4 separate regions of the Mus musculus genome follow, and all the other regions are linked to region 3. The links are chromatin contacts, called in public Hi-C and promoter capture Hi-C maps. All regions are on one chromosome and are shown on one strand. The core of a region is the stretch at or near the end of the contact, and the rest is flanking DNA. Distances in the headings are between cores, read along the strand shown.

Region 1 (7,808 bases), core at 4,180-6,679, 1.1 Mb after region 3:
CATTTATTCCTGGAACAGAAACTAATTAATTGTCATAAATATTTCTCCCACAAGTTACATAATTACCTAATGAGACATGTTCTCATTTGGTTAAAGAATTACTGTTTTTTTTTCATGTCTATCTCTATATAAAAGCTTCTCAAATGCCATCTTTTCTATTAATGTAACAACCAAAAATTGTTTCTTCCAACTTTAAATGTGTATTTTCCATTAAATTAAAATGTTTAATATCTTAAATGAATTAAGACTTATAACACAATTTCCTGATAACCATAAAAGCCACTCTGGTGCATTAATGGATTCTCTTTAGCCCTTTGTCTTTTGATTTTAGAAAGTAATGAAAAATATAATAAAAATATTTTAAATCTCCAGATATTTGAAGTTTTCTAATAGGGTTCTATTTCTCATATTATTCCCATATTATAAAATGTAAATTGTTATTTCTATTTTGCTGTATATATAGTCACATGCATGTGTACAGGTATATGTACATGCACGCATATCAATTCTGAGGTCACATAGGAAATTCCTCTGTGAAAGGTTCTCTGAACAATACAGATGGAATCTTCAGAAGTAAACAACAACAACAAAACGCTTCCACAGCCTACTGCCATCTTAGATGCTTATAAACAGAGTCCGTGACCACATACTGATTGCCTGTTTATGGGTTTTCGGATGTGCACGGTAATGGAAAAAAACAAGACAATACCTCATAGAACATCACAAAGGCACCCAACTGAAAGATAAACCTCTGTCAAATAAAAGTCATGTAAATGTATTCCCTGAAAGAAAGAAAAAAGCCTCAGTGTTAAAATTAGAGTTAGACTTTAAAAATAATATTGTTTGAAAATATTCTATTTTCTGCTACCATGAAAACAGCCTTGGCATGGGACTCTACACATGCCATTCAGAAGGCAGGCTGGTTGCACTTTGCAAGGGTGGATTTTTCCATTGAATCTTTTAGCTTTGTATATTGTGGACTGGTTGTGAGGCATTGTAAAATGTAAAGGCAGTTCAGATAGGACGATTGTTTTCAGGCACACACAGAAAAATGTAATTTTGTACAAAACTTTCATTTTTTTATTTGCGAAATTAAAAATATGGCATTTTATATATATAAACTTCTATTCCTCTATAAATATAGATGATCTCATGGTGGTGAGAATAATAATAACAATAATAACAATAATAATGCATACCAAATCCAAAAACCAATGTCATTTTAGGGTATGACAGACATAGATAAATTTAGGTCCTATGTATGTATCGGCATTTGTGATAAACTCTTAAGGTTTAAACACTACAATCAGGAGGACTGCTTTTCTCCTCTTCTTCATCCATAACTAAAGTGAGTATTTTTAAATGGCTTTGAGAGATTTACATTTGACACACTGCCGTAAATCCAGACAGGAGCACACAAGATGGGATGCAGTAGGAATGGACACACTTCCCCTTCAGCATGCATGCCTAGGTCGTGTTTGTCTCTCTCACCCATCCGTCAGTCCACCGCCTCTGTCTTCGGAAGTCCAACCAGGCTTTCTGCGGGGGTGTGACTGTTTCTCCCTCAGAATGTGCTGCTGAGGAGTAAGCAAAGTGTATTGTTGATTGTGTACAACTTTTAGATTGCAAAGACACATCTAATTGCAGTTTGGCTAAAACCAGAAAACAGCGTTTCACTTGGAGTAACTCCACTTCACTGAAATCTCCTTAGGTTTCCATACTCTGTGTATGTTCTACTATCCTGTTAAGGAAGGTAAACCATTCCTTCACCAAGCTTCCCAGGCAACCTCGAGGTCTGCATTTCATAGAAGGGTAAAATCTAGAAGCAGGCAGCATCACAGGGGGAAGAAAGTAGGTTGCCAGACATCAGAATGCAATTAGAACTAATGTTTTATAACCTCTCTCTTTAGCCTCTCCCAACCCACAAAGCTTGCTGCTCTTTCCATGATGATGACCAGACCCAGAGCAAGTTCCAGATACTAGAGAGTAAAAATGAGCTCATCCATAAAAAGTCAGACTCTCCAAAGTTCGCTATCGGTCGGTTACTGCACTCCCTCTGAACAACTTAGGTGCAAGGAGAAAGACACTGGGCAAGGGACACCGGGGTACAGGGAGGCTGGGTCAACTGGCAGAGCCCATACTGGGGTCCTCTAATAAAGCTGGAAGGTGGATCTCAAATAAGCAGCATCAGGAAGTCACAGGGACAGCCATCCACACTCTACCGCTGAAAAGGGGAGGATCTGGAATGGGCGGGGCCCACCTCGGGATCTGGAAGCTTTACAGAGTTCTGCACCTTAAAATTTCCCACTGCAAGCAAGGAAGGGGAGGGGCGGGAGATGCTGAAGGAAATGACCCTGGAGAGGCAGGCCCATGCTCCCTTGACAAAGATGAGGGCACAGGGCAAAGCACTTAGTCAAGTGTGCTCTGTTTTACCTCCTCTGCAATCTGCAGAAAAGGGCAAGTGAGAAAAGCTCCAAATACGTAAATTGCCCTAAATAATTAAACATTTTTAAAAAGAAAAAAAAACTGCGTGTTCGATAGTCTTTAAATACAAATATACGTACAAAAATCTTACACAGGCTATTTACAATCATAAAAGCGTACAATCCTGGTATCAGAGAGGGCTAGAGAGATCGGTCCACACGCACATACACATACACCTCGATCAGTTGGGCCCTCTCGTTCCTTTACCCCAGGGACGGAAGCTTTTGCAGAACCTGTGCTGTTTGTTGGGAAAGGGGCCTGCAAAAGTCAGTGGCTGGCGAGGAAGCCTGGAGTGGCCAGGCTTGGCAGGAATTCCTTGGGGCCAGCTTCCAGGCGATGGCTAGGATCAGGCCAAAAAAGGGTAAGGTAAGAGTCTGGGTTTCAGACGGTAGTCTCCCCCTGTTTGCTGTTGGTAAGCCTCGTGTAGAACTTCCTCCAGGAATTCAGTGTCTTGCCGGACCAGATCCAGAAGCCCGATGTGATGCCCACAATCAGCGTCATGAGATACTTGATCATGAAGACTGTAAAGTCTGGGCTCATGGGCGGGTGTGGTGGGACTCCTCCACCTCCCTGGAGGTGAGGGCAAGGGATGGCATAACTCTTGCAGCTCTGGGCCACCCAGCTGCGCTCCCACTGGTCCCGAAAGGCCTGTTCATAGAAGTAGCAGGCGATGACGATGGTGGCCGGCACAGTGTAGAGGACACTGAAGACTCCGATGCGCACCATGAGCTTCTCCAGCTTCTCTGTCTTGGTGCCGTCATGCTTCATGATGGTGCGGATGCGGAAGAGTGACACGAAACCGGCCAGCAGGAAAGAAGTGCCAATGAACAGATAAACGAAGAGAGGCGCCAGCACAAAGCCACGCAGTGCGTCCACGTTGTTGAGCCCCACAAAACACACTCCGCTCAGTACGTCGCCATCCACCTGGCCCAACGCCAAGATGGTTATAGTTTTGATGGCTGGCACAGCCCAGGCGGCTAAATGGAAATACTGTGAGTTGGCCTCGATGGCTTCGTGGCCCCACTTCATGCCGGCTGCCAGGAACCAGGTGAGGGACAGGATCACCCACCAGATGGAGCTGGCCATGCTGAAGAAGTAGAGCATCATAAAGAGTATAGTGCAGCCTTCTTTCTTAGTGCCCTGCGCCACCGTGCGCGCCCCGTCCTCTGCAAACTTGTCGTTGCACACCACCCGGTCCTCCAACAGAAAGCCAGCGATGTAGGCCACCGCCACCGCTGTGTAACAGCCGGACAGGAAAATGATGGGCCGTTCCGGGTAGCTGAAGCGCCGCATGTCCACTAGGTACGTGAGCACCGTGAAGAGCGTGGAGGCGCAGCACAGCACGGACCAGATGCCTATCCAGGTGCGCGAGAAGCGCAGCTCCTCTGGCCCGAAGTACATGAGCCCGTAAACCTTGGTGGGTTCGCAGGGTGCGCCGCAGTCCTTCTCCCCCAGAAAGTGGTAGTTGAGGTAGGAGGGCACCCTGAGGGCGCGCGGGCAGGAGAACTTTCCCCGCTCCACCGTCCCGGCACCCCCCGGGTAGCCGCCGCGGTAACCACCGCCGCCGTGCTGCGGATTACTGGTCCAGAACTCTGGTAGCAAGGAGGGAGTTGGGGTGCCTTTGTCGGACGTGTTCTGGCCCACGCACAGCTCTCCTGCGCCGTGCACCGGGAACTTCTCGCACTTGAGTGTGTCTGGCCACTGGAAGCCGAACTTGTTCATGAGCGCCTCGCAGCCCTGGCGTGCGCGCTCGCACAGGGAGCGGCAGGGCGGTAGCGCCTGCTCCAGTACGGTGCACACAGGCGCGTACATGGAGCACAGGAAGAACTTGAGCTCGGCGGAGCACTGCACCTTCACCAGAGGGTAGAACTGGTGCACCTCCAGACCGGCGTCCTCCTGATTCGTGTGGCCCAGCAGGTTGGGCATGATGGTCTGGTTGTACGCGATGTCCGTGCACAGCGGGATGGAGATGGGCTGGCAGTAGCCGTGGTCCGGGATGGAGATGCCCCGTTCGCCGTTGTACTGCTGCCCGCTCTGCTGGGGCTGGGGCGGCGGCGGGGCTTGCTGGCCCGGCCCGGATACCTGGCCCGCCGCCTGCGCTCGGACCCCCAAAAGCAGAGGAGCCTCCAGCAACCAAAGCAGCAGCAGCAGCCCGCTAGCCCAACGCCGGGGATCAGCCCGGGGGCGGCGGTGGCTGGCCGTGTCCTCGTGCCCCACCTCCTCCCGCCGGCCCGGGAGTGCTTCGGCACAAAGTTCCAAGCTCAGCCGGCCGGCGGCCCGGGACTCGCTAGGCGCCGCCTCCTCAGCCATACTTTTTCGGCTCCCTCCTCGGCGCGGATTGACTGGGACGGGCAGCGGCGCGGCGGGTGGTGGCTCCCACTGTGATCCGGGAGAGCTGGTCGCCCGTGCCCTCCGTCGGGGTGCGGCCGCTCTCTGCCCGCTCCCCGGGATTCTGCTCCGCGTCCCGCAGCCGCCGCCGCCGCCGCGGAAACTTGCGGTTCATGAAGCGCGGGCGGCGAGGAGAGCAAGAGTGGTCCAGGCGCGCCGGGGTCGCGTCCCTCTTCCCTGGCCCGCGGCAGGCTGTGGCTCTTGTCAGGCGGCGCCGCGTTAGTGGTCGCAGCCGGGCAGAGGAGCGCCCAACTCTCGGCAGCCTAGCCGCCCTGGGTCCCCCCTGCGCCTCCGCCTCCTCCTTCTCCGCCGCCGCCTGACCATTTGTGTCAATCCCTCAACTCGCAGCCTCTGCTCTCCCTCGCGCGCCCTCCAACGGGTTTCTAGGCGCCCCCCAGTCTGTCTTTCACCGGGAGGGAGGAGCCTTGAAACCGACGCGGAGCTGGCGGCTCAGGGACCGTCGCCCAATCGCAGCACCCGCTTCACAGCGCAAAGGGAGCCCTTTCCCTCCGAGCCCGGACTGGAGCCCGCAGCAGACCGGAGGAGGTGGAGGAAGTAGTGGTGGCGGTGGCAGAGACTCCGCTCCGGCACAAAGAGTAGCTATGAAGCCGGACAGGCTAGGTCGCTTTTGCTTTTGCAGAAGAAAGGGCGAGGACAAGTAAGAGAATGGTCCCATATGCGGCAGGAGATAATGAATAGGAGTCGGCTGGCCGCGGGGATTTAGCTCTGTCTTGCTTTTTATCTGTCTTCATATTTTATAATCCTACCCTCGACTCTCTGGTCACAGACTGCTACTTTGAGTGCTGCGTTCTGATTGCGTGCCCCTGACTTGAGAGTCGGGTTTCCTTTGAATTTAAGTCTGTCGAGGTTTTGTTTAAACTATGACTCCAATAAACCGTGGAGCTCACAGACTGGCCTTGGTGGACTTTGGACGCGCCATTTCCCCCGATCGCTGTCAAATGAAAGCAAAACGCAAAGTTTGGTGGGATGTAAATTGTAAACCCAGATGCTCCTGTGAGTAGTATGCGTCGTGTAGTCAAACTTTCCCCCTTCTCTTTAATGGTATCAGAAACAGAAGTAAAGGAAAACAGAAGCTATTCATTAAATGCTGGAGGAAAACCGGCTTGAGAACCAACGCATTGGGTGCTCCAGCGTGAGACACGGGAGCCATACATCCAGACAGGAGGATCAATCTGGGACCATTTGAGGGCCGCTTCTAAACACTGGGGACCCTGCAGGGTCTGTTGGGAACTTCTGAGGCCTGGGTCATTTAAGTTCCTCCTCAGTGGAAGTAGTCAAAGCTGAAGCTATTAGTTTGAAGGACAAAACACATGACCAAAGTGAGTCTGAAAGACCAAGCACAGTCAGTCAGTCGACTCAAACCAGGATAATCAACCTCAGCAGACACACATGCTTGTTCTTGCAAGTTTATTTTCAAGAACTTGTGTGAGTCGGATTTATCAATAAAGTGCTATTATGTTTTATTAATTCTATCAAGAGTCCCCCCCCCCTTCGATTAGACTTATCTCACGAGACTGTTCCCGAATTATTTTCTATCTTCTTTTATACAGATTCACTTTTCATTAGATATTATCTCACGAGACTGTTCCCGAATTATTTTCTATCTTCTTTTATACAGATTCACTTTTCATTAGATATTTACCAAGCATCCATGATACAGTGAGCACTGTCTCAGGAGGTAGGGAGCACAGAGGAAGCCCTGGCACATATTTAAAGGAGGGCATAGTACAGTGGGCACAGGAACGTCACCAGTGATGGCAGTGCCCACCCATTCTCAAAAGGGACGCAAGGGAAGTAAATGACCTGCTAACACGGGAGATGAGGAATGGGAGGGGTCATCGGAGAAATAGATGCAAAATGCAAAAGAGAAAAGCACAAAACAGAAAACAAAACAAAAAGGCAACAAACAAACAAACCCCTCAAGTTTCTGAGGGGCAGGCAAGGAGAACATGCCCTGGTCATGACAGGAAAGAAAGGGCTCTTTAGCTGGTACAAAATATCATGAACCAAACTGTTCAAACAATAGATAGCTAGTGCAGGTGGCTTTCCCCCACAGAAGCGGGAAGTGGTTCCAGGGCGACTGAAAGAGGGAGCAGGACTCAGGCTCGCGTGGAGAAACATCAACATTCCGATACACTGTACAGATCACCACTCAAGATGAGGCTTGTCTACATCCGGGCAGGCCCCGTGAAGCTCGTTGGTGTCCGAGGGAACCTGCAGTCATACCAATACCTATTAAATCAGAATGGCAGGTACTTGTCTCCTAGATACATTATCATTATATTTTTTAATGTTCATAGAAGCTGTAATGTTCACGGTAAAGCGTGTTTTGAGTCTTCGTGTAAACATTACTGTCCCCCTGCCTCAACCTTTTGAGTAGCTGGGACCTCAGGTACACACCACTATGTCTAGCTTGCTTTAAAGTATTTTTGAAGAAAAAAAATTAATTACTAGCAGTTTTTAAGACCAACAGGTAGTAACTACAATCGAGTAACAAATATTTGTTACTGTGCTGCGCTGAATGTAACTCGTGACACATTTTGATGGTAGACAGGAGGTGAGATCCTCTCTGGGGTTTTTTGAACACTCATACTAATTGTTCATCTTACCTTCCCAATAGCATCCTGCTGTCCATAGGCTCCCAGGGACAACGTGTCACACCGTCCACGCTGATATTTATTCATCTCTTAGGCTCTTTACTAAGCCACCTCTCTCTTCTTAGACATCTCTTATAAAGACTTATGTGTCTCAAGCGTCATTCTCTGAAGGTCCTTTAGCTGACCATGCTAGGTGAGAAGTGGATTTATTCTAATGTATTAACATCCAAGAAGCATCACCGAGCATTTACCACCAATGTCAGCCTCACCTTCTCCTCAAAGGGACAGGGCAAAGGACAGAATGGTATAGAAGGCTCG
Region 2 (7,483 bases), core at 2,663-5,162, 1.2 Mb after region 3:
TATAGTGCAACCCTGGGTCAAATTAAATAAATTCAGTAATAAAAAAATAGGTGTGCTTGCCATATTCATAAAAAGATAGCACAACACTACATAATAGCATCGTGCTGTTAGAGTATTATACAGGACAATGCAGTCGAGACTATAAGCACTAGCTCTAGAAAGGTCCTGTGGGTCTTCCATGCCTTCTTCAGCTTGCTCTCTGAATGAGGAGTTGGGAGCACAGAGGGACCAAGGCACATGGCCACAGTTGCCTGGCCAGGACCTGTGGGGCTGAGCTTGTAGCTAGGGCGTGTGATTCCCAGCTCATTGCTCTCCACACCGGACCAATTTGCTGGCCTTCTTTGAGGAGATTTGAGTTTTGTGAATTAGCAAATGAATGTAATGAAATCAAGGCCTCTGCGCTGTGAACTGTATTTTGTTCATTTACTTCGACAGGGATAGTTCAGCTTCAATTATTTATGTAACTTGATAGTATACACAGAGAATGCCCTGTGGTGTGCTTGGCGAAACTAATGAATTTCTTCTAAATCAACCCACTATTTATTTCCCTGCAATTAAATCCTTATGAAGGAATAGAGCAAGGCTGTTTGGATTTGGGGACAGGAGATTGACACTGTCACCATCCCTGGTCAGCCTGGCTGCCACAGAGTTCCCTACCTAATCCTATAATTACTTTTGCTTGATGCACTTATTCTATTTCCTGCTCTGATGACACTAATACTTTGCTTCTAAATTTTCTTATTACATAACTACAATAAACATTCACAGATCTACGGTGCATCCGTGGCCATTTTGAAATGTATGCTGACTTTGCCTGTACCACTCTCAGGGCTTGGCTAGCCATGAATGCTTCTATTTCTATACTTCCTACCATGGTTCCTGCTCAATCCAGATCAGCCCTATCAACTGTATTATCTGCTCCGTGGTGGTCACTTCCCTAAGAGGTCCAACTGGCCCCATTCATTCTCATGTCCATGTGGACTATATGGGCCTAGAGGGCCTGACTAGGAAGGTGATAAAATGTAGATGGTCTCAGGAAGGGAGTGGTCCTTATGATGGGATTAGTAGCCATGTAAAAATGAGAAATATTCTCTGTGTCCTGTAAGAGCAAGCAAAGGGGCGCCTGGGAGTCATGAGGACGGCCCTTACCAGGAACAGAACCAGGCAGCACTTTCGTCCTGAACTCTCCTCCCCTGGAACTGTGAGAATAAATATCTGTTGTTTTAGCCTCCCCGTGCCATGCTATTTCCTTAGGACAATGTGAGCTGACCAAGACAGCCTGGATCTTGGAACTGGTGAGGCATCCGTTCTGAGCTGGCTGCAGACAACATCCCTTCCTTGGTTCTGCAGTATTGCTGTGACAGGTGCACCCTCCCCCAGACACCCTTGAACTGGAAGATGGAAAGGTTCTGAAGTGTCACACATTCTGTCATTTACCAGACAGTGAACTTTACAAAAAAAAAAAAAATCTACGCTCATCTGAAGTTTAATATGAAGAATGTCAAGAATTTACAAGTACTGTCAGCCTAATACTCAGACAAGAGTAACACGAGCCCTTCATTCACTTTAAGGAACTAATTCCCAAAGTCACATGAGTCTGGGGATTCTTTGTTTTGAAAACATGTTTACAAGGGCAGCCACGTTGTTCTAAATGGAAATGACTGTAGTATTTAGTGCTGGGATTGTCCTTTCTGCGAATCGATTTACCCTTCATAATGATTATCTTCCCGACACAGAAATAGCATTTCTGTAACTCAAAATTGTTACTGGAGGCATTTAGTAGGATCTTGCTTTAAAAATATAATGATTTTTCATCTTTATTCTCCCCCCTTCAAAAGGTTTCGCTGCTCATGATGTTTAACGTTCTGCAGAGACGTGTTTCTGCCAATGAATATCGTCTTATGGTTATGCTTCTGCAAATAGCCTGCTGTGAGCTGATAAAGGGATTAATGCAGCCAAAATTCTTAATCTGTGAAATTACAAATTAAATTCTCATATTAAAAATACCACCCTGAGGTATTTTTTGTGGTTTTAATTCCCCTCTGGTGTTCTGCATACATTGTGCTTGTTAATGACAGGGACGGGGCTGTCTCGGTTGGCAGGCTGCTGCTCGGTGATAATGTGTAGGCATTTACTCCCTTATAGCAACTGGATTTAACCACTGGCTGATAAACTAAGTGGCAAATGGGTAATAAGTCCATATTAACAGGGAAGTACTACTACAGAATTGGGAATTCGCAGACTCTCAAAATCCTGGCTTAAACTCCATCATCAAGTCAGATAGCATTGAGCTGTCGCCAAGGAGGTCAAGGTGGAAGCTACACTGCATAGGGAAAACAAGCCCCGTTTTTGATTGCAGCGGGCTGTAACACAGTGGGCCCTGCCTCCCTTTCGTCTTTTCCAGCACAGGGAGAGGTATGATCCGTTCCTTTTTTTTTTTCCTCTCCCCTATAAATTTAAGTCTTGTACTTTCCTTTAAAGTTTGGAATCACTGTTATAATCAAGGATCGACCTTTAGAAAGGAAGTAAGATAGATGATAAAGGAAATATAGGCTGGGAATGCTTAAGATATTAATGAGGGTTTGAATGCATAAGGAAAGCATCAGGTTAATACACCCATAGCTACCTTGGCGGGGAGGGGCAAGAAGCACACGTAAGTGTGAGATAGAAAAAGAAAAGTTAGGTTAAGAAGACTCAGGGGAGTTGTTACTTAGGATTTGGATCCAAAGAAAGGGTGGCTGACTGTTGCTATGGAGAATCCAATGCTGCAGGGGAGTCATAAATTCCAGAGACAAAGGAAGTAACTTCCTGTCTACTATAAGTGATGTATGCATAAGAATTAATAAATGCCTTATAAATATTTATCTATCTATGCCGTATGCTATTTTTAAGGCAATCAGGAAATATGAAATATCTCTAACGGGTCTTTGGAACATATCACCACTGAATAAAAATATTCCTACTGCTGCCACAATGTTTTTCAAAATTTCACAAGAATTCTGCTTCACACTTGGGAAGAAAGCTGAGATCCTCCCAGCCATAAATCCTTCCCCAAATACTTTAAATGTAATTGAAAAAGCCTGTGTAAATATGAGTACTTTTGTAAAAACAAAACAAAAACCCACCCAGGAATGTGTTTTGTTTTAAAAAGATCTAGAGAAGAGCTGTCTGTACAAATACCAAGAACATGTGTAGCTAAAATGAATTCCATGTCTTCAGCTCTTACATGTCAATTCAGTGTATTTGCCAATTGCCAGTTCGGGTCCTCAGTTCACTGCCTAGCAGTGCTTTTGAAGGTTATTGTTACAACCAAGATGGTCTCTGAAAATCAAACAGAAATGAATCATTTTTCCTCTGTGTACTGCAGCCAGTTAAAATAGTACTGTATGCAGAAAGCACTAAATATGTAAATCATATTTTCCTTTATGACTGCTCAGATCATTTTTTTGGACACACACATAATCAAATACAAAGACGCGCAGCTGCCGACTGCAGAGGAGAGATAGCAAAAAATGAATCCATTTTCTTTCTGTGTCTGGTAAGCTAGCAATTGAATGGCAGGACTCCAATAAATATATATACACACAATTCCCCTTCTGGCTTGAGCGATTGAATCCTCTCTCTCTCTCTCTCTCTCTCTCTCTCTCCTCTCTTTTCCTCTCTCTCTCTTCCTCTCTCTCTCTCTCTCTCTCTCTCTCTCTCATCTCTCTCTCACACACACACCCACCCACACAGAATGCATACACACAAACACACAACCTTATGTTTATGCAACATGAATGAGCCCATCTATCTACATGCATACTACACATTGATGACCAAGGGCTCCGATTGGATGCTGGAGTCCTACTCACTATCAGTCAGCTCCCATAGCCGTGGAGGCAGATCGCTGAAATACTCATGGCTCAAGGCGGCCTGTGCTGATAGCCTGTTCTTTGGGGAACACTGGAGAAGCTTGGAGGCCAAGTCTTCAGCATGATTTACATAGCTGAGCCTGAAAACAAGCAAAAACAGAGAAAACATCAGACCGAAGGAGACAGTCACTAAGTACGACTTAAGGCTCATGCCACATCTTATGTACTTCAGTTTATGTCTGGCCAGGGAAACAACTTAAATTACCTGCTGAAATAAACAAACTGAAGGCACATGCACCCTTCCACTGTGTGTTATCCTAAAATGTCCTTTTCTCTAGATATGCTAAGGATTGTTGACTTAAAATATTTTGACTGTAAGCAAAGTACTGATTATTTCAGAATGGATGAAAGTAAGTTCAGAAGTAGAAAATTATAGATGACAGTTTATCAAATAGTTGCCAGCATTCATTCATGGACTCTTTGTATGGCATACACATATGGATGCATTTATAGGAAATTAATACCGAATAACTAGGGGAATTAAAATAGAGCTGTTATTAAGTTATTAAATTCTCCGGTTACTAAAATTACTTTCCCTCAAAGAATTTATATTTTCTTGCCTTAAATAATAATAAAATAAAAATACCGAAGCAACTGTCCTGCCAAATGCCAGCCATTCTGATACCGGCATCCAGGTTAACAAACAGATATGCTTAAATGATACGGGGCTCAATCAATTCAAGATGACCTTTAAAACAACAGTAGATAGAGGGTATGTGTCGCAAGATTATAGGAGAAACGGATAGAAGCAAACCCTTTGATGTGGTATCAGCTTTCCATTGGGTGGCAGCCATGCCTGGTCTTCCCAGTTTTGCTTTTCATGGAAACTATTCCGCTGGTCAGAGCAATCAGACATGGAAAATTAACACAACACTGATGAATGGCACCCCCTCTATAAGAGTCCAACCAGGGAATTACCCCCATTTGGTGGTATAGAAAATAGGTAGGGAATGGCAGTGGAATGCTCATTGAGGCAATCCATGTTCTCCAAAGGCGTTTACCCACACATCTCTGTTTCTGCAAGCAGTGTTAACTCTACCAACTCCCAGAGGCAGCCAGACAGGGCTGGGGCTTGGGGCCAAGCTGCTCCGCCAGTAATTTCAAAAGCCTTGAAGGTGCTAAGCACACCATTAGCCTCAGCCTCCAACTCCACACTCTCACATTTTTGTAGTGGGAAGGGAAGGCTTCTAGGAGGGGGCTGTGGAAGGGGAAAGGAGCCGATGCACTCAGGCAGACACAAAAGTGGAGCTTTACATCTTCCCATCACAAGGTGTCATGAATGGATGGATCCATTGCTGCAATGGATGTTTGCTTCACTTGTCTCTTTCATTTACAGACAGATCCCAGGACTGGCTTTAAGTGTCTTTGTCTAAGAGACATCTGTCCACAGGAAAAGGAGTCGTTTTCAAAGCCCTTCTTCTCTCCCTTACAGAGGGGTCTAGGTCACCAACACTATCCCTTCCTGTCTCAAGACCTCTCATGCTTACAAATTTGTCATTAACAGCTCTAAAACTCAAGTTTGAAATAGACAGACTTCACAGTAAAGGCATAATTACACTGAAGGTGCTGTTTATAAATTACATAGTGAACATCCCATCCCTATCAATTTTATATCATTTTGATAAAATAGAGCATTCGAACCAGACTGCAATCAGATTTGAGTTTGGGACCTGACACAATTTTGTACAAATTAAATAAATACCATTTATTTTAAAAAGAAAAAATGCTGCCAATCACCCCAAACTCTACGTTACTATACTTTAGGTACTTAAAGAAACTGGTAATTAGAATATTTGGTATGCCCATATCCAGCACTAAATTCGTGACCATAAACATGCGAACATTTGTAATACAGAGCAATGAGTACCACTTCTTTTTCTCTTTGGTTTTTTGATATAAGATCTCATTTTCAGTCAAGGCAGGTTTATTTTTTACTAGATAGTCAAGGTAGGTTTTGAACTCATGATCATCCTCCTGCCTCAGCTTCCTGAAGTGCTGAGGTTACATGAGACATGAGTTTCCATGTCTGGCTTAACACATTTTCTTTTTCTGATCTTAATTTTCTCATCTAAGAGATAAGATGGGTGAACCTCATGTATCTGCAGTCCCTCCACTTAGGAGAGCTATGTGCAGCACTGGAAACACGGCTTACTGTTTTGAAGAACTGTGCACATTCACAGTTGCACCTTTGTTTTTGCCGCAGGTTACTGCATTTAGATAAAATGAGGTGTACCTAAATGTAAGGAGCTCACCAATAGGAGACAATTTCATTCTTCCCACCCAAGAAAACTACACTTTTAATAATGTCTATGAAATACATTTTTAGTTGTGATATCAAGTTTATGCGCAAAGTTTAAATCATAAATAAAATTCTTGTTTCTTTATTTTACTACTTTTGTTTGTATTTCTTACGTGCATTTCATGAAAAGAACCAACTTTGTACCAATTTTTCCCCATGCCTTTTTAGTACCATGGTTTGGGTCATTGCTAGAACCACTCTCTGGGTCCACTTAAGTTGTCATACTTTGGGGAAGCAGCTTTATCGGAAACTATCAGTTTACCTTAGCAGAGTGCTATAATGACTGTGGTTATCCATCTCCTATGGTGATGATGATGATGGCATATTTGTTATATCTTCTATATAAACCCATGGATATTTTATGCTGTGTAAGGCTGGTACTTAGATGCATAACATTCTAGAAATGTTATACCTTCCACATAAAGTAGGACTTTCATCCTCATACGATCTTTTCTACATTTAATAAGACATTCTAAGCCAAAGTTCACATTTTCTTCTCATTAATTTAATGACTGCATGTGCCTTTGTTTTAGTATTTCTGACACCTTTTGTGACCTGCCTTCTCTTTCATATATACTACATAGATGGGTTTAGTTTTTATGCACTCAGGCAATCCCTGTGTCTTAATAAGAAAGTTTAGTCCATTCACATTTTTTTTTAAGTATTGAAACATTTGCTACCAGGATAATTGTGCATTGCCATCTTATCCTCTTGAGCTTTTTAAATTTTCCTACCTTCTTTCAAATTGAAGTTGAAAACTCGGTGTCTTCTAACTTTTGTTTTAGTCTTATATAAAATGTTTAAGTGCTCATCTGTGTCCTAGAGGCTACTGTTAATTCTTTTTTTCCCTTTTAAAAAGAGTATCGTTATTTCCCTGGGTGCTTAAGATATTGCAGCAAACTTTCAAAAGATGATGAAAAGTAAATTAAAAAACCCAACTTCTCCCATAGGATTAGAATCACACATCTATTTTTGAAGTAACATCAATATACATTACATTTTTACTGGTTATACAAATTTAAAACTATGCAGATATTAATTTATGCAGATCATCTGGCATAGAAAGTATTAAATGTGTGCTTAATTCATTACCAGAATCTCCTCTCTTCACAAAAGGATAACAGAATAACAAATAGCACACCTGCCACAAAATATTTGGCAAACAACTTTACTTGGTATGAAAAATATTTCATAGAACTTACAATTTTTTTTTTATGATTAAGAATTCTTTCTGTGTTCTAGTGGCATGTACCCATGGGGGTAGGCTACA
Region 3 (7,104 bases), core at 3,013-5,512:
GCATAGTACGGCTTCCCATCTTGCTCATCAATCACAGAAACAACGTCACCAATTTGGTAATATACTCCCTGGGGGAAACAGGACAATCTTGTATTTAAAATAGTAACAGCCTACATTCATCAGCAAGCAAAATTTCAAAATAGTAAAAAAAAAAAAAGTCTGAATATCAATGTTGTTTGTTTCCCTTCTGAATGAAGAACAATTACATAATACCAATATATGACAATTTACAACTGGAGAAAAGATTTTTTTATATCATGAAAGTACTATCTCTACCTTTAAAAGAAAAGACTTCATTTTTAAGAATAGTTTTGAATTCACAATAAGATCATGGGAAGTAGACGGGATTTTCCTTAGTTCCTTTACCTGGCACATATACAGCATCCTCTCCTATCCGCGTCTCCCACTGTCAGAGTCAAACACTCACGGTGACTGCTGAACCTACACGCCACATCATGATGACTCAAGCATCATCAATTAACTGAGTAATCTTGGTGCTCTATAATCTGGGGGCTTGGGGCATGTACACCATGGATCCACGGTGATCAGATCACCCAGTAGGTCCACTGGCCTAAAAACCCTCTACACTGTCCCTACTTTGTGTTAACAGCCATTAAGCTGGAGAAAGTTAAATGACGTGTTGCTCAGGTCCACACAAGGAAGCAACTCTAAACTACACACCTACAGTAACTGCCTCAGTGGTCTCACTATATACCACCTTAGAAATAAAAATAAAAAAACCAGCATGTGCTTGGTGAGACTAGATTCTAAACACTGCCCTTTTCCAGTTGTTTATTCAAAGAGAATAGATATGGTAAGTTCAAAAGAAACATTGAAACCTTTTTCTATTATAGGCAGCATTCAGGATGTTACCACATTTCCCAGACTCCTTGACAACCGTCTCCTCCCCGGTCTTCTGCTTTACATCTTCTCAACAACAGAATGACATACTCATTCTTGTTCTATTTATATCAAATTAACTAAGCTGTCTGATTCCAGTACTGTTTCTCCCTATGCTTCTGATATCCATCCCAGGTCCTCCTCCCTGGATCCCGAGATGGAAAAATCTCACTTTTGAATATTCGTAATAGTTCATCTTTATGACATGTAAAACTTCCATAAATCGGCAGTGGTGGTGCATGCCTTTAATCCCAGATCTCTGAGTTCAAGGCCCAGCTGCCCTTTCGAAGTGACTCCAGAGGCTTACCTTGTAGAAGATTGACTCTGCAGTGACTATGGTAGAAACAGATTCAGGCGCTTTGATAGGCTACAAAAAAACAGACGCAAAAACATTTGAGTACCTATATAGTATGTATGGCCATTTTACCATCTACATGAGAACTATCTAATTTGAAAAGAACAAAATACTATTTGGTGACAGAAACTACACAACACACACACACACAGAATGTGAAGCAGGTGAATATTTCCACAATTTTTGCTACCAGTAACTTAAAAGCGCAGAAAAACAAAAGGTGAAGTTTCTGATTATGCTGCTAGGAGCTAACACAACACAAAGCTCTCTAGCACTCCAGTAGACATTAATAGTCCAAGTATAGAAATACAGTGGCTCTAAAAGACTGAGCATGGCCAGATGGAAATTATAAAAAATATACAGATAAATATAATTTTGTTGCAAGCCTGAACTCTTTAGGGTTCTTAGTAATTTGCCACATTGTACCACCATTAAAATCCCTTTTTAGAGCTGCAACACAAAGCTTATCACAACGTAAAAATGGCCTTTCCTGACTTTGTGCCATTCTCCCAAGAATGGATATGCAGAGAAATTGATAATGAAGTAACTGAATAGAACACAGTCTGAACTCGCCACGCAAGCCTAACAGCCTGAGTTGACACTGGGAACCAAGGCTCCTGAAATCTGTCCTCTGATCTGACCTCCACATAATGTACCCGGCATATGCACCAGCACTCTTATGTACACAATTAAAAACACATGTAAAAAGAAATTAAGAGGGAACAATTAGGCCTGGGAGAAGGCTCTGCATTTGAGAGCACTTGCTCTTTCGGAGGACCCAGGTTCAGCCCGCAGCATTCACTGGCAGCTTCTAATTGTCTGTAACTCCAATACCTAGGGAGCCAGTGCCTCTGCTAGCCTCTGAGGGTACCTGGTGCACACATGCAGCAAAACACTCAGACACAAGAAATACAAATAAATCTTTAAACAAGAGTCTACTATCTTTATGACACTTCTCCTGGGCCCGTTTTACAAATGAGTATGCCTACTTTAGAAAGGTGTTTACTGGCAAGTGAGGTATTTTTGTTCCAAAAGTAACAACCAAGCTGAGATAAACAAAAACATCTACAATATCCTTCACTGTCCCAAATGTACAAATAAAACAAAACAAAACAAAAAACCCTTACCACAGCAGGCATTAAACAATCTTCATACATCAGCTTTAGAAAAAGTTTTGCATTCATAATCACCAAACTCATCATGAACCAATAGATATTTTTTTCTGGGTCTATCATAACAAACAAGGTACTGATGAATTATGTTATTTGCCTCGTTCTTTAAAAGACATAAAAAAGTTTTGTTCTTTTTTTTTTTTTTTTTCCTTTCCTTCTGTTTTTCAAGACAGGGTTTCTCTGTGTAGCCATGGCTGTTCTAAAACTCATTTTGTAGATCAGGCTGGCTTCAAACTCAAGAGATCTGCCTGTACCTGCCTTCTGAGTACAGGAATTAAAGGTTAACACCATCACTGCCCAGCAACAAATTTTTCTTAATTAACTATGTATCAAGAGTCATAACTTCATTAAATTGTCAATGAACAAATTTAACCAATTTATAAAAAAAAAACCATAATTTCTCTTTGCATACAGATACACTGTGCTAAATTATAGAACATTCCTCTAGATTCATATTTTATATCTTTCAGATGAGAAAAATAAAAGCTGAAGAAAAAAAAACTGAGAAACTGCTTTTCTAATGTCAAAAACTGCCAATTTCTTCCAGGAGAGCTGTCTTTTGGGAAACCTTGCCTTCCCTCCAGAATACGGCCTAAGTGCACCTGAGAGGTACACCAGCCGTGGGAAGGCCCACCACACCCACAGTGTCCCATTAGGAAGCACAATGTCCACAACCATCTTACATTTTTTAACTTAAAAATATGTCTTCTCCCTTTTCCTTTCGTGGAAACTTTCTTTTCAGCAGCTGGAGCCGATTTGTATTTGGTATTTCTGAGCCGGGCCGACCTTCTGTGAATTTCTTGCTTACTCTGTTACACAATTTAGAGAAAAGGAAATTAAAACTGCAGAAGAAAAGCCAATACAATAACCTCACAAAGATCAGAGGATAATACACTTTGTTAAAAGAAATTAAAAACAAAAAACTTAAAAGACCGAGGGCTGAGATGTTAAACTCTGTAGGGCCTCCCAAGAGATGGCGCTGCTTTCAAGCGGGAAGAGGACAGAAGTGGGGGGAGGACAAGGCAGGAACTATTTATTATTCGTTTGCTGAACTGATCTATTTTACGCCCCCCCCCAAGTTTCCTGCATATCTCAGAACAGAATTCTAATGCTGACATTTTTAGCGACCTACTAATTTATTAACGTGACAAGGACTTGATGGGCAAGAGGTCCTCGACCTACAAGCAAATGGCCTCGTCCGGCTGCCCCGGTGCGTCCCGCACCGCCCGGTCTACGGCAGGAAGCCCTTCTCCCGAGGAGGGAGAGGCCGAGGGCTCACCTGCTTGCCGCCGCCGCCCCCGTTGCTCTGCGAAGGACCGGCCGAGGTGGTGGCGAAGGTGGTGGTGCCGAAGCCACCGCCGCCGCCGCCACCGCCCCCGGTCCCGCCCGCCACTCCCGCGCCGCCGCCGCCCCGGCCCGTGCAGTGATGGCAGAGGATCTCGCCCTGTGGACTCTTCTTCCACATGGAGGACGACGTAGTCTTGCACATGCTGCAGGTGGGCTTCAGGCCCAGCGGCATGCTGGCCGGCTCGGGCGGCCCCCGCGGGCGCAGCGACACGGGAATGGCGGCCGTCTGCACGGGCCGCCCAGGGGTCGGCCGGCCACCTCGGCGACTGGAAGAGCAAGGTCGGAGGTGCTGGGCCGCCCGCGCCGGGACCCAGCGGCCACCGCTGACCCCTGGAGGCGGGAAGCGGGCTCCCGCAGCCCGGGACCCAGCCCTGGAGCTGGGCCGCCCGCGGGGCACGCAGGCCCGATACTCGGCGCGGCCTCCCGGGAAAGCCAGCTCCGCCCTAGGGGACGCTATCCGGGGCGGCCGCCGCCGCCGCCGGGGTCCCCAGGGCGACCACGACCCTGCCTCCGCCCACCGGGGCTTCCGGCGATGGGCGGAGCTCCCGGGGCGGGGCGGGGCGGGGCCGAGTGAACCAGTGTGCCTGACCTAGGCTTTGGGGCTCCGGAAACCCCGCCTACTGGCCGGAAGTGGCCCTGCCAGACTTACCATTGCCTGTCACTCTTCTGAGTTTACAACTGGCTGGGGGGGGGGGGGGCTGGGGGGGGGGAATGGATGTAAAATTTCCCGTTAAAAGTGAATTTCAAATGACTAGTGAGAGTGGCCCATGTAATAGTAGTTATATGATACTCATACTTATCCTGTGTTTTCATTTGATAAATGTAGCCTTATTGATCAAGACCCTTTTAAAAGTCTTAATTAATTAATTTGACTTTGGAGGCTAGGGAGGTGACCTGATGGTAAAGTTCTTCTGGCACAAGCTTATGGCCTGAGTTTGACCCCCAGTACTCACGTAAAAAGCTAGGTGTGTTAGGGCTGGAAAGACAGCTAAGACTAGATCCAGTATTAGCACCTACACTGTGAAACTTAATTTAACATTCTTGCTTGGCATACTACTTAACATTAGAATAAAGTGCTCTCGAGCCCCCTCCCCCCCAAAAAAAGAATTGAGGGTCTAAGAAATTCATATAATAAGAACATTCAGACAGAAAACAGCAGAAACACCAGTGTGGACTGGATGAGATTAATTTATTAGTCAATGATTTATTTTACCTGGGTCAATGTAACAGTGCTGTGCACTGAATACTGAACGTGAGGGGTTTATGAGTTAGTTGGGTTAGAAATGAGCAATGTGCAGAAGAATTCCTATCAATTATTTCTCATGAGTTATACTATAATTAAAACGTTACAGTTTTGTATTACACAGTTGGGTTCAGAGCTGGGATATTTGTATCTTATATGGCTTCACATCACTTATTTGCATAAAGAACAAGCAATACATTATACCTTCCTAACGTTTAAAATAAAGTATATTAGCATAAAGGCTCCCAAAGAAGATTCCTGGAGACTGCATTGAACACTGCTTTAACTAGGGGTGATTGCTGGAAGAATTTATCGTTTTCTGTGAACTTTGGTTCGAGGAACTGGACACATTTCAACCTGGATTTAAATCACTGCAAAACTAGTAGTTCTCTGGGAGGACCATTAGCAAAGCAGATACAATACACTTTCACCTGGAAAGGAGATGTGTATTATTTGAGAGAATTAAGCCTGAACATTGGCTATGTTCGTTGAAGTCTAAAGCTCCCAGGGAAACTAGCCCAAGGAATGAAGGAATTCCTAAGTACTGGTTACAGGTAAATAAATATTTCTTTAATTGAACAACTGTATGCTCAGTGGAGTTTTATCTATATGTGGCATGTGTATACATGATCATATGTGCCTGTATATGTGTCTAAGGACACATGCGCGTGTGTGTGCAGATAAGCACATGTGTGGAGGCTAGAGGTTGGACATTAGGGGTCTCCCTCAATCACTTTCTACCTTTTTTTTTTTTAAACAGTTTTTTTCCTGAACTTGCAGCTTACCAATTAACCTAGACTGGTTTAACCAGCAAGCCCCAGAAACCCCCCGTCCAAGTTCCCCAGGTCCTAACGTCCATGTGTGACCTTTTACATAGATGCTGGGAACTCAGACCCCCAAGCACATTACAGACTCAACTATCTCCCTGGCCACGTTTTAACTTCTTTGAAACAGGATCTTACTCCATCCCATGCTGCTCTGACACACACTATGTAGTCCAGACTGCAAGCCAGCAGCGATTCCATCCTCAGCCTCCTAATTGTGGAGACTGCAGGTGGGAGCCACCTCATCTAACACAACTGTGTCATTTAAAAAGTGAAGTTATGGCTTGTGTTTTCTCAGAAACAAGTGATAAGATGTGGATATCTACATGATTTGGAGACACAGGGTTGATGCTGAGCATCCAGTACAGAATTTTAGAAAGTCCTTGGAGGGTCTGGTGAGATGGCTCAGTGGTTAAGAGCACTGACTGCTTTTCTGGAGGTCATGAGTTCAAATCCCAGCAACCACATGGTGGCTCACAACCATCTGTAATGAGAAACCAGTAAAAAAAAAAAAAAAAAACATGGGCCTTGCTCCTTGCTCCTAGACCTGGCTGGAGCAAGAGGGAGAAGGGAAGGGGGAGGGGGATAAGTTGTTTTATCGACTATAAGAGAGAGGGGGGAGAGGGAAGAGAGAGAGGGGGAGAGGGAGAGCCAGTCTGTCTTAGTCAGGGTTTCTATTCCTGCACAAACATCATGACCAAGAAGCAAGTTGGGGAGGAAAGGGTTTATTCGGCTTACACTTCCATACTGCTGTTCATCACCAAAGGAAGTCAGGACTGGAACTCAAGCAGGTCAGAAAGCAGGAGCTGATGCAGAAGCCATGGAGGGATGTTCTTTATTGCCTTGCTTCTCCTGGCTTGCTCAGCCTGCTCTCTTATAAAACCCAAGACTACCAGCCCAGAAATGGTCCCACCCACAAGGGGCCCTCCCCCTTGATCACTAATTGAGGAAATGCCTTACAGTTGGATCTCATGGAGGCATTTCCTCAACTGAAGTTCCTTTCTCTGTAATAACTCCAGCTGTGTCAAGTTGACACAAAACTAGCCAGTACACAGTCCCTGGAATAAATGTGCACAGTGGTTCTAACAGCAGATAAAAGAACGATGTCCCTGGGTAGTGGTGGCGCACGCCTTTAATCCCAGCACTTGGGAGGCAGAGGCAGGTGGATTTCTGAGTTCAAGGCCAGCCTGGCCTACAGAGTGAGTTCTAGGATGGCCAGGGCTACACAGTGAAACACTGTCTCGAAAAAACAAACAAAATAAC
Region 4 (7,832 bases), core at 673-3,172, 1.3 Mb after region 3:
CTCTCTGCTTGCTGCCCATAAATTGGATATAAAACCCTCGGCTACTGATGTAACATTGCGCCTTTCTGCCTCACACCATGGTAATCACGGACTAACCTGTAAAACTGTAAGCAAGCCCCTCCCCCACCCCCATTAAATGCTTTCTTTTATATGAGTGGCCTTGTTCATGGTGTCTCTTTACAGCCATAGCTCAGTAACCATGACACCATGCATGCAATAAATCGAGCCACACTGAATGCTGGCGTGGCTTTCTCTGATAAACAATAAATGTGGAGGTATGACGACACCAGATTTGTGCCTCATCAAACTCCTGGAGCCTCATGTGGACATGGTAGGCCTGAAACTGGGAGATAAATAAGGTGGTCCCAGGAGGAGGCTGAGGGAGGGGCTCTTACCTGGTGAGTACAAGGTCTGCATGATAAGCACCAGAAGTAGCTAATGCCGCCCCGTTCAGTCCGCACTTGCCAGATGCCTCCTTTTACTGCTTACTCTCAGCGCTGTCATACGTGACCACGCCTGTTTTACGTGGATACCTGGGATTGGAACTCAGGCCCAGGCCCTCAGGTTTGATCAACTCTCACCCGTTGGGCACTTCCTGAGTCTAACCCCCAACTTGTTTCCAGTGTTAATGGCAGGAAGATATATGTGGTCTAGAGCAGCTCTCCCACAATGGGAGATGTGAACCCCAACTACAAACTGCTTTAGCTGGCAAAGAGAACATGGCATGATACCTATCACCTTCATAAAAACGTTAGTCCCTTCTTTGGTTATCTTTCCATTCTTTTGAGAATATCAAGAAGAAAAGCTTCATCTCATCTGGGTGTTTGTTTTTACGACCTCCCAGGCACTCGGCTCTCACTCCCTTAAGGGAAGTAGGACTTAGGTTCAGGATCCGGGGTGGGTAAGATCAAACTTAATATTACGTACCCCTTACGTATTTTCATTGGTTTCATTTTACCTTGTTTTCTATTATGGGAATGCTTAAGGGATCTCTGGTTTTTTGAAGTCATATGAACAAGCAAAATTACTTGAAAGGAGTTTATTGAAAGGAAAATATTAAGCCACTGAGAGAGGCCATGCTACATACAGCAGAGATCTCAGATACAGAGACAGAAAAGCTGATTGAGGGGCTGTGTTGGTGGAGGAGGGGAGAGCAATACTGAGTCCATCAATAGTGAGATACCCCTAGAAAGGAACTACAGGGTAGGTGGCTTTCAGGACAAAATGCTAGGAAGGAGCATATTTGGTTCTACCCTGCACACATAGAGGAGGTGACTGGGGACTCCTCAGGACTGCCCCCAGAGCAGAGCAAATGCATATAAAGATGGGACAGGAGTCTCTACACTGTTTTAAACTTCTTTGCTTGCTATTTTTATACACATCTCAATCACATTAATGTTACTTTCATTATACGTTATGATTTTAGTGTCCCTGTATGGTCTTAAATATATTCATTTTTCTCCTTCTCTTGACACCCACTTACTCGCTAAGCCCAGGATCTCCCCGGAACCTATGTGTCATCATCCTTACCTTATTTCAAGTTATACATCCACACTCCTAACTGGTCTTTTGAAAATCAGACTTGATCAACTGTTACTCTGTGAGTCAAAAGCTTCACACTGTGGCCAAACCCCGTCTCCCCTGACACACTTAAGCTGCTGGCTGAGGCCTGCAGAACCCCCTTCTCCGCTTATCTAATTGTTTACACATTCTTGTCCCTTCATACTCTCCCACTGGTCCTTCAGTGCCTGCATCTGGCACATTCTCCCGTTAGCCACACAATGTTCCCACATGCAGTTCTGAAGTCTGGACATCTGTGCCCTCTCCATGTAATTAGCTGCTAATTAATTTTTCAGTCCTGTGTTGAAACCTTGTTCTCAGGTCAAGTCCCACGACCTGTGCACCAGGGCAGGATTCCTGTCATACGCAACACCACAGCTTCATAGCAACTGCCACAGATTAAATTTTAGCAAGTGTTTACTTTGCACTCTGATTTCTTTGTTTGTTTTCTCTTTTACTTTCTATTTCTTTTGCCTATCAAGTCTACGGCATAAAGTGGGCACTAAATATCTATTGAATAAACTACATAGACTTGAACTGGTATCAGGAGGAGCCCATGACTGAACTCAGTCGCCTTCAAAATAAAGGCTGTACAAGGTGTGTGTTTCCCATGCTATTTAACTCTGTACTCCTAAAGAACAGAAACGAATGCTCTCGTTTCCTTCTAAAAACCGGACAGCCAGGTGACTGAAGAGAAAGGCTGCGTACAGGGCTCCAGGGAAGAAGGTTTAGTACGTGTCCACACTTGTCCACAAAGAGCATCCACCTTCCATCGCCTGAGTGTCATCGCCACGTGAAATGCAGGACAGGACCACTAAGGCTGTCCCTTTACATAGGGGACTAGGTGAAGCCAAGAATTCCTATGAAATTACTCTAAACATGACAAAGTTCATCCCGTGAGAAATTCATTGATTATATTTTACACAAACTGCAAATGCAATGGGCCCTCTTTCTGAATGCAGTGGCAAGGAGCTGCACTGTAACTTGCGCAGTGTATGTCACCTTTAGCGTAGTTGGTTGTTATTCCCTGATGCACCTTGCTGCCCCCGAGAAGCACAGGGAAAGGCTGCTGAGCTACAAAGTGGCTCAGTTCAAGAGCAGATCACTTGGCAAGGAAGACAACGGTCTTGGTCTCAAGAGCTGAACTTCCTGGCTCCCAGAGGACCGGGAAGTCTCCAGGAATCCCCTTTGTCATTCTTTCCCTTTCAGCACACACATATATGAAAATGTGTCTGGGCGGGTATGTATCGTGTAAGTGTACCCATATATACACACCAGCCCCCTCTTCAGCATTTCATCAGTGACTTGACGTGGAAATAGAGGAATTGTGTAGCTGGCCTTTGCTACTTTGTGGGTTCTTCTTTTTTCCACCCTTTATCCCCTCGGTTTCACTCCCTAATACTAGATAGGAGAGAAACAAGGATAGAATAAAAAGAAAGCCCTGCATCTAACTTATTTCTTTGGTTTTTCTTTGGCTATGGCTACTAACAAGCCTCAACCAACCTCCCTTAATGACCAACTACCACCTCCCCTGCATCTCGGGAGCCTAGCATCTATGCATCTTCTGGAAACTTCCCAGAATTCCAAAGGTTACACAACTGCAGAAAATTATCTGCAGTTGTCAAGACCACACTTCTGTTAGCGCACTGGGCAAGTCATAGTCAGCTGCTGTGGATAACGAAGCAGCCCCACACCCCTACACCAGGGATTAAAACAAAAGCACATTCTTATAATATTTCTGTATTTTCAAAAGAAACCAAAATCCCAGAATTCTCAAAAAATGTCACTACAGAGCTGTTTTACACTTTTAGATGAACAGAGCAGAGGAGGTTGGTGGGCTGGGGATATAGCTCAGGGTGTGCAGTATGCACTCAGCATGCACAAGACCCTAGCTTAAATCACAAATGCCCCCCAAAGTGGTGAGGGTGCTTAATATTTAGCAAAGCAGAAACAACTGTCCACCCAGTGCAGCGGAAGCTGGCGACAATACGCGTAAAGGCCAGGCCTCATGCTCTACTCAGTGCTCCATGATGGAAAGAGACATAAGCTACACTAAAAACAAAAGCCCATGCTGAGCCCCTGATGCTTGCACTTGGTATCCACACTGAACATGGGAGTGGCCAGCGACTTTTTCTAATCAAATGAATACAAGGAAGGTAAGATCTCAATTGTTGGGTCAGTTGATAACTCCCATTGGGTTAAAAGTCCTATTTGCTTACTGGCTTTTTGGAAGCAAACAGCTATGGTCGGAAGATTTAGAGACAAGAAGCTGTGGTTGACCTAAGCCAACAGCCAGCAAAAAGCCTAGCCAGTCATCACTCCAATAGCCAGCTGGAAACTGTTTCCAGCAACCACATGAACTTGGATGTCTACCCTTATCCAGTTACCTTAGTTAAACTTGCAAGCCCTAGCAGATTCATTGATTGTATCTTTGTGAAATCAGGAAGCAGAGGAAACATCTTGTCCAAGTCTGGAAACTCCCAACCCACAGAAATTTTGAGGCAATAATCATGCATTGATTTGGTAAGATTTTGGTGATGCTGTTACACAGCAAAGAAGAGCTTGGGCTGTGTCTGGTGTGAGGAATATGGCAGTAGGAGATCCTGCACAGGAAAATGACTGAAGAAAGAAAAGGCAGAGAGCATTACATAGAAACGACCAGTAGGGGGAGCCTAGAGACCGAGCAGTAAAAGCTGCCTAAGCACGGGCCTCAGACAGGGGCTGGAATTACTCGCTGGAGGCTCAGCTGCACTGGATTGAAAGGGAGGATGTTTCCAAATATTTGCAGTGTTTTCACCATGGCCAACGTCTAGATGGAAAGGAACCCGAGTAAGGAAGTAAGTGCAGCTTCTGGAAACTGCGCAGTACAGAATCAGATAGCAATGGTGAGGCTCAGCAGAGCTGGCCACACCACGGACTCCTCTATAAGCATGGAGAAAATATCCATTAAAACAACAAGACAAAGGAGACTATGAAGATATCCATGCAAGTATGGGGACTTGGCATGTGCTGGGAAGGCAGAGACACGTAATCCCTGAGGACTGCTAGGCGAGCTGTACAGGCGAGCTGGCGAGCTCCGGTCTTAGTGAGAGACGCTGTCTCCACCTACAAGGTAGAGACCGAGGAATGACAGTCAACATCTACCTTTGTCTGTTATGCCCATGTGAACACATGTATACATGCAATCATGTACATGCGCATATACACAGATGCACAAACAGATCAAAATGAAGGAGAGAGCTGAGGAAATATCTCCGTTAGCAAAGTACTCGCTATGTGAACATGACGACATGAGTTAGATCCCAAAACCCAGTTAGATGTGGTAGTTCCATGTTTGTAATCTCTGTGCCAGGGAGGCAGGAACAGGAGGCGAGATCCCTTGGGCTTGCTGGCCAGCCAGTCTGGTTTGCCTGAGTTCCAGAGACAGACCATGTCTCAAAACTCCAAGGTGGAAGATTCCTGAGGAATAACAATTGAGGTCCTCTGGCCTCCACACGTACACGTACACGTACACACATGAACGAAGTACACACATGAACGTGTACCAATGCATAAACTGCACACACTTGTGCGTGTGCACATGCTCTCTCTCTTGTGTACACACACACACACACACACACACCCCAAAATATTTACTGAGATATTCACACTCCAAACAATCACTTTAACTGGCCCAAAGGAGAGCAAAGATATGTCAACTATCCTAAACTCACAGATAATATGCTAGGCCTGGGGCCTCTGACTGCCCCAGTCTAACTACCTAACCCACCCTCAGGGGCTTCTGATAAATGACTTGTAGATTTGATTGATTGCCTAAGTCTGGGTCCAGAGGCCACAAAAGATTTGCAGAAGAGAGACCAAACAGCTGTTAGAAAACCCGAGGAGAAACACAACCAACCAACTTAAAAATTATTTCAGAAAATGTCTTGTAGAACCAGAGTCCTCCAACTAGAGCAGCTCACTTAAAATATTTTGTTTCCATCTTCTCCAGTGTCTCCATCTTTCTCTTCCCTGTTGCTTTGAATGCCTGTCTGCTTAAACGGGATGCCCTCACTGCTTCACTGTTGTCTCAGTGACTGCTTTGCAGAGTGAGTGAGTTACTGTAACAGGGCCTCAGACAGGATGAGATGTGCAATGAGATGTGCAGGCAGCAGCCAGTGGGACAGCTCTGCACTGGGGGTGGGGGTGGGGGTTGAGCATAATCTCCATACAAATGCAGCCTGCCCACTGGAGCACCACAGCAGAGCTTCCAAGGGACCCAACAAAAGGATCTGGGGACAGGAGCACTAGATAGGAGCTCGGTTACTCACTATGTATTCCTTCAAGTAGCAGCAGTGTGGGGGCAGGTGGAACTGTGTCACCAGGCAGAAAAACTGGTAAGGTCAAGTTGATGAAGGAACCGGGATTCCTGTCCTGGAACACAGTGACCACCAAGACATCCCACTAAGAGGACCAGGACAACTGGTCAGGTAGCGCAGAGCCCAGAGCTCTCCATACTAATGAGGTATTTAGATGGCTTGGACTTGAGGGCTTAGCTAATAAATACTTTTTGCACGAAGCAAAAAGTATTTAATCTCTGGTCCACTCTGAGTAAGTTGTATACATCCATTTTCTATCATGAATAAACACTTTGGACAAGCAAGGACTCTCCTTCCTCAAAGACCACCAATTGAGGAAGTCTTAGTCAATACAGAGCCATGCTAAGTCTCCTGCTGAAGGCCTCTCTGCACTCCTGACACCCACTCTGGGCTAAGCAGGATTTCCTCCACCCCACTCATCTCAGGCCCATGGTTACCCCCACCCCTCTTTCTCAACTACTTGCAGTTCCTAGCAGCATTTGAGTACCCATGCATTAGAGAACTGCAGCCTGGCCCCAGCCTGCACCGTTTCTCACCCAGAGAAGCTCCGGCCGGGGCCCCTATCTTATGCTATGTTTCACCTCCCCTGAACAGCATGCCCCATGAGCCCAGCACCCAGATGATGGTGAGAAATGAATGTAGCCTCAACCTCTGCACTTCATCTCCCCGAATGGTGTTCACACACCCCAGTGGTGAGGTGACGCGCAGAACCACACAGCATCAGGGTGGCTCTGGAGTTAGAAGCTACAACAGCACAAACGCCAATGGATTCTGAGAGTATGGGTCTGAGAGCCCCTGCTTAGCAAGACTCATTCTAACAACCTGCCACCCTTAAGCTAGAATGCACAAGCAGGGCAGAGGCGGTCATGGCCACGGGTGCACCCTCACCAACATGAGATTATTTGTTCAGACAGCACCTGGGACGAGGGGTGGAGGCAAACTGGAGCTTGCGGCCATGGGCAGCTGGGATAGTTCAGACTTGGGAACTGGCTCTGTGTTTTGCAAATCAGAACTCAACAAATTCCTTCCTTTCCTCTCTGGACCGTTGCTTAGGTAACAGTGCCTCCCAACACTCCTGGACACAAATAGTGACACTGCTCCATGCACTGAAACCCTTTGCTTCAGCTGAGACCAGTTCAATGATAAATGTTAATGTTGATTCGGATCGCCTCAAAGTTCAACATGATAAAGCTGCCAATTGTGAAACACCTATATTCCCAAAACTAGTTTAAAAATATATTTACGGTAATTAGAATGATGTGTCCCCGATTACCCTTGGGCATGTGAATATTTGGTCTCTAGTTGGCTGCTGTTTTTAGTCCACCAGGAGGTATGGTCTTGCTAGAGGAAGTATGGCCCTAGGCGCAGGCTTTGAGGCTTCAAAACATATGTGCTGTTTGCAGTGAGCTCTTTCTGCTTGTTTGTAGCTCAGGATCCAAGTTGTTGGTTGCTGCTCTAGAAGCGTACCCGTCTGCCTGCTGACCCGCTGTCATGGTTCTCTGCTGTGGAGGTGACAGTGTGCTACCTCTTTAGAACCGAAAGCCCCAAATAAACTTTTCCTTCTCAAAGTTGCCTTGGTAAAGGTGTTTTATCACAGCAATAGGACATAAATATAATATTACACACAAAAGCATGTAAACATGAATGCATTATATTCCCATGACTGTAAAATACATAATTGGCACCTTAGAACAAGCTAAATATATTTTCTCCTAGTGTGGGGGCTGTTTCAGTGAGCTGAAATGGAGATGTGAGCAGGGCTTTGCTCCCTGTGCAGGCTCCAGGGAAGGAGCCTGCAGGTTTCAGCACTTGCTGGTACCTTGGGGTGCGGTCCCGTCAAGTTAGTTTCTTCCTCCATCCTCATACTGCCTTCTGTTTCAATCTCCGTCTACTTAGTTCAAGTAAGGACAGAAC

What was found. Promoter capture Hi-C pulls out the DNA fragments that hold promoters and counts their contacts. A called contact is a pair of places that touch in the nucleus more often than the background predicts.
Region 1: a contact with region 3 is called in a Hi-C map of nephron progenitors, with 4 times the contacts expected there. The contact joins the promoter of Fzd1 here to the promoter of Gatad1 in region 3. A contact is called at or near these places in 9 of 39 promoter capture datasets (the 3T3-L1 cell line, 3T3-L1-derived adipocytes, embryonic stem cells and 4 more), 1 of 484 Hi-C or Micro-C datasets (nephron progenitors) and 1 of 115 datasets of contacts at active chromatin or transcription factors (astrocytes).
Region 2: a promoter capture Hi-C map of the 3T3-L1 cell line shows a contact between it and region 3, with 5 times the contacts expected there. The contact joins the enhancer-like site here to the promoter of Gatad1 in region 3. A contact is called at or near these places in 6 of 39 promoter capture datasets (the 3T3-L1 cell line, the C10 cell line, cranial neural crest and 2 more) and 1 of 115 datasets of contacts at active chromatin or transcription factors (differentiating embryonic stem cells).
Region 4: a contact with region 3 is called in a promoter capture Hi-C map of liver, with 2.9 times the contacts expected there. The contact joins the enhancer-like site here to the promoter of Gatad1 in region 3. A contact is called at or near these places in 4 of 39 promoter capture datasets (the 3T3-L1 cell line, hippocampal neurons, liver and 1 more) and 1 of 115 datasets of contacts at active chromatin or transcription factors (astrocytes).

What each region holds. Positions count from the first base shown.
Region 1 is chr5:4,752,787-4,760,594 of GRCm38.p6, forward strand. Fzd1 (frizzled class receptor 1) reads right to left here and starts at 5,430. Exons shown (of 1, transcript NM_021457.3): 1 at 1,053-5,430. The coding sequence starts at 4,794. The coding sequence ends at 2,866.
Region 2 is chr5:4,890,174-4,897,656 of GRCm38.p6, forward strand. It overlaps Cdk14 (cyclin-dependent kinase 14), which reads right to left. Exons shown (of 15, transcript NM_011074.3): 13 at 3,855-3,994. Among named protein-coding and RNA genes, the nearest start is that of Fzd1, 140 kb to the left of the region's middle. Within about 2 kb of position 3,913, at least 20 of the 459 cell types and tissues checked have an H3K27ac peak or open chromatin away from gene starts, as enhancers often do.
Region 3 is chr5:3,643,674-3,650,777 of GRCm38.p6, forward strand. Gatad1 (GATA zinc finger domain containing 1) reads right to left here and starts at 4,263. Exons shown (of 5, transcript NM_026033.2): 1 at 3,707-4,263; 2 at 3,111-3,236; 3 at 1,208-1,267; 4 at 1-68. The coding sequence starts at 3,946.
Region 4 is chr5:4,957,904-4,965,735 of GRCm38.p6, forward strand. All of the region lies in intron 10 of Cdk14 (cyclin-dependent kinase 14), which reads right to left. Among named protein-coding and RNA genes, the nearest start is that of Fzd1, 200 kb to the left of the region's middle. Within about 2 kb of position 1,923, at least 15 of the 459 cell types and tissues checked have an H3K27ac peak or open chromatin away from gene starts, as enhancers often do. A contact at or near this core is called in liver, where this site is marked.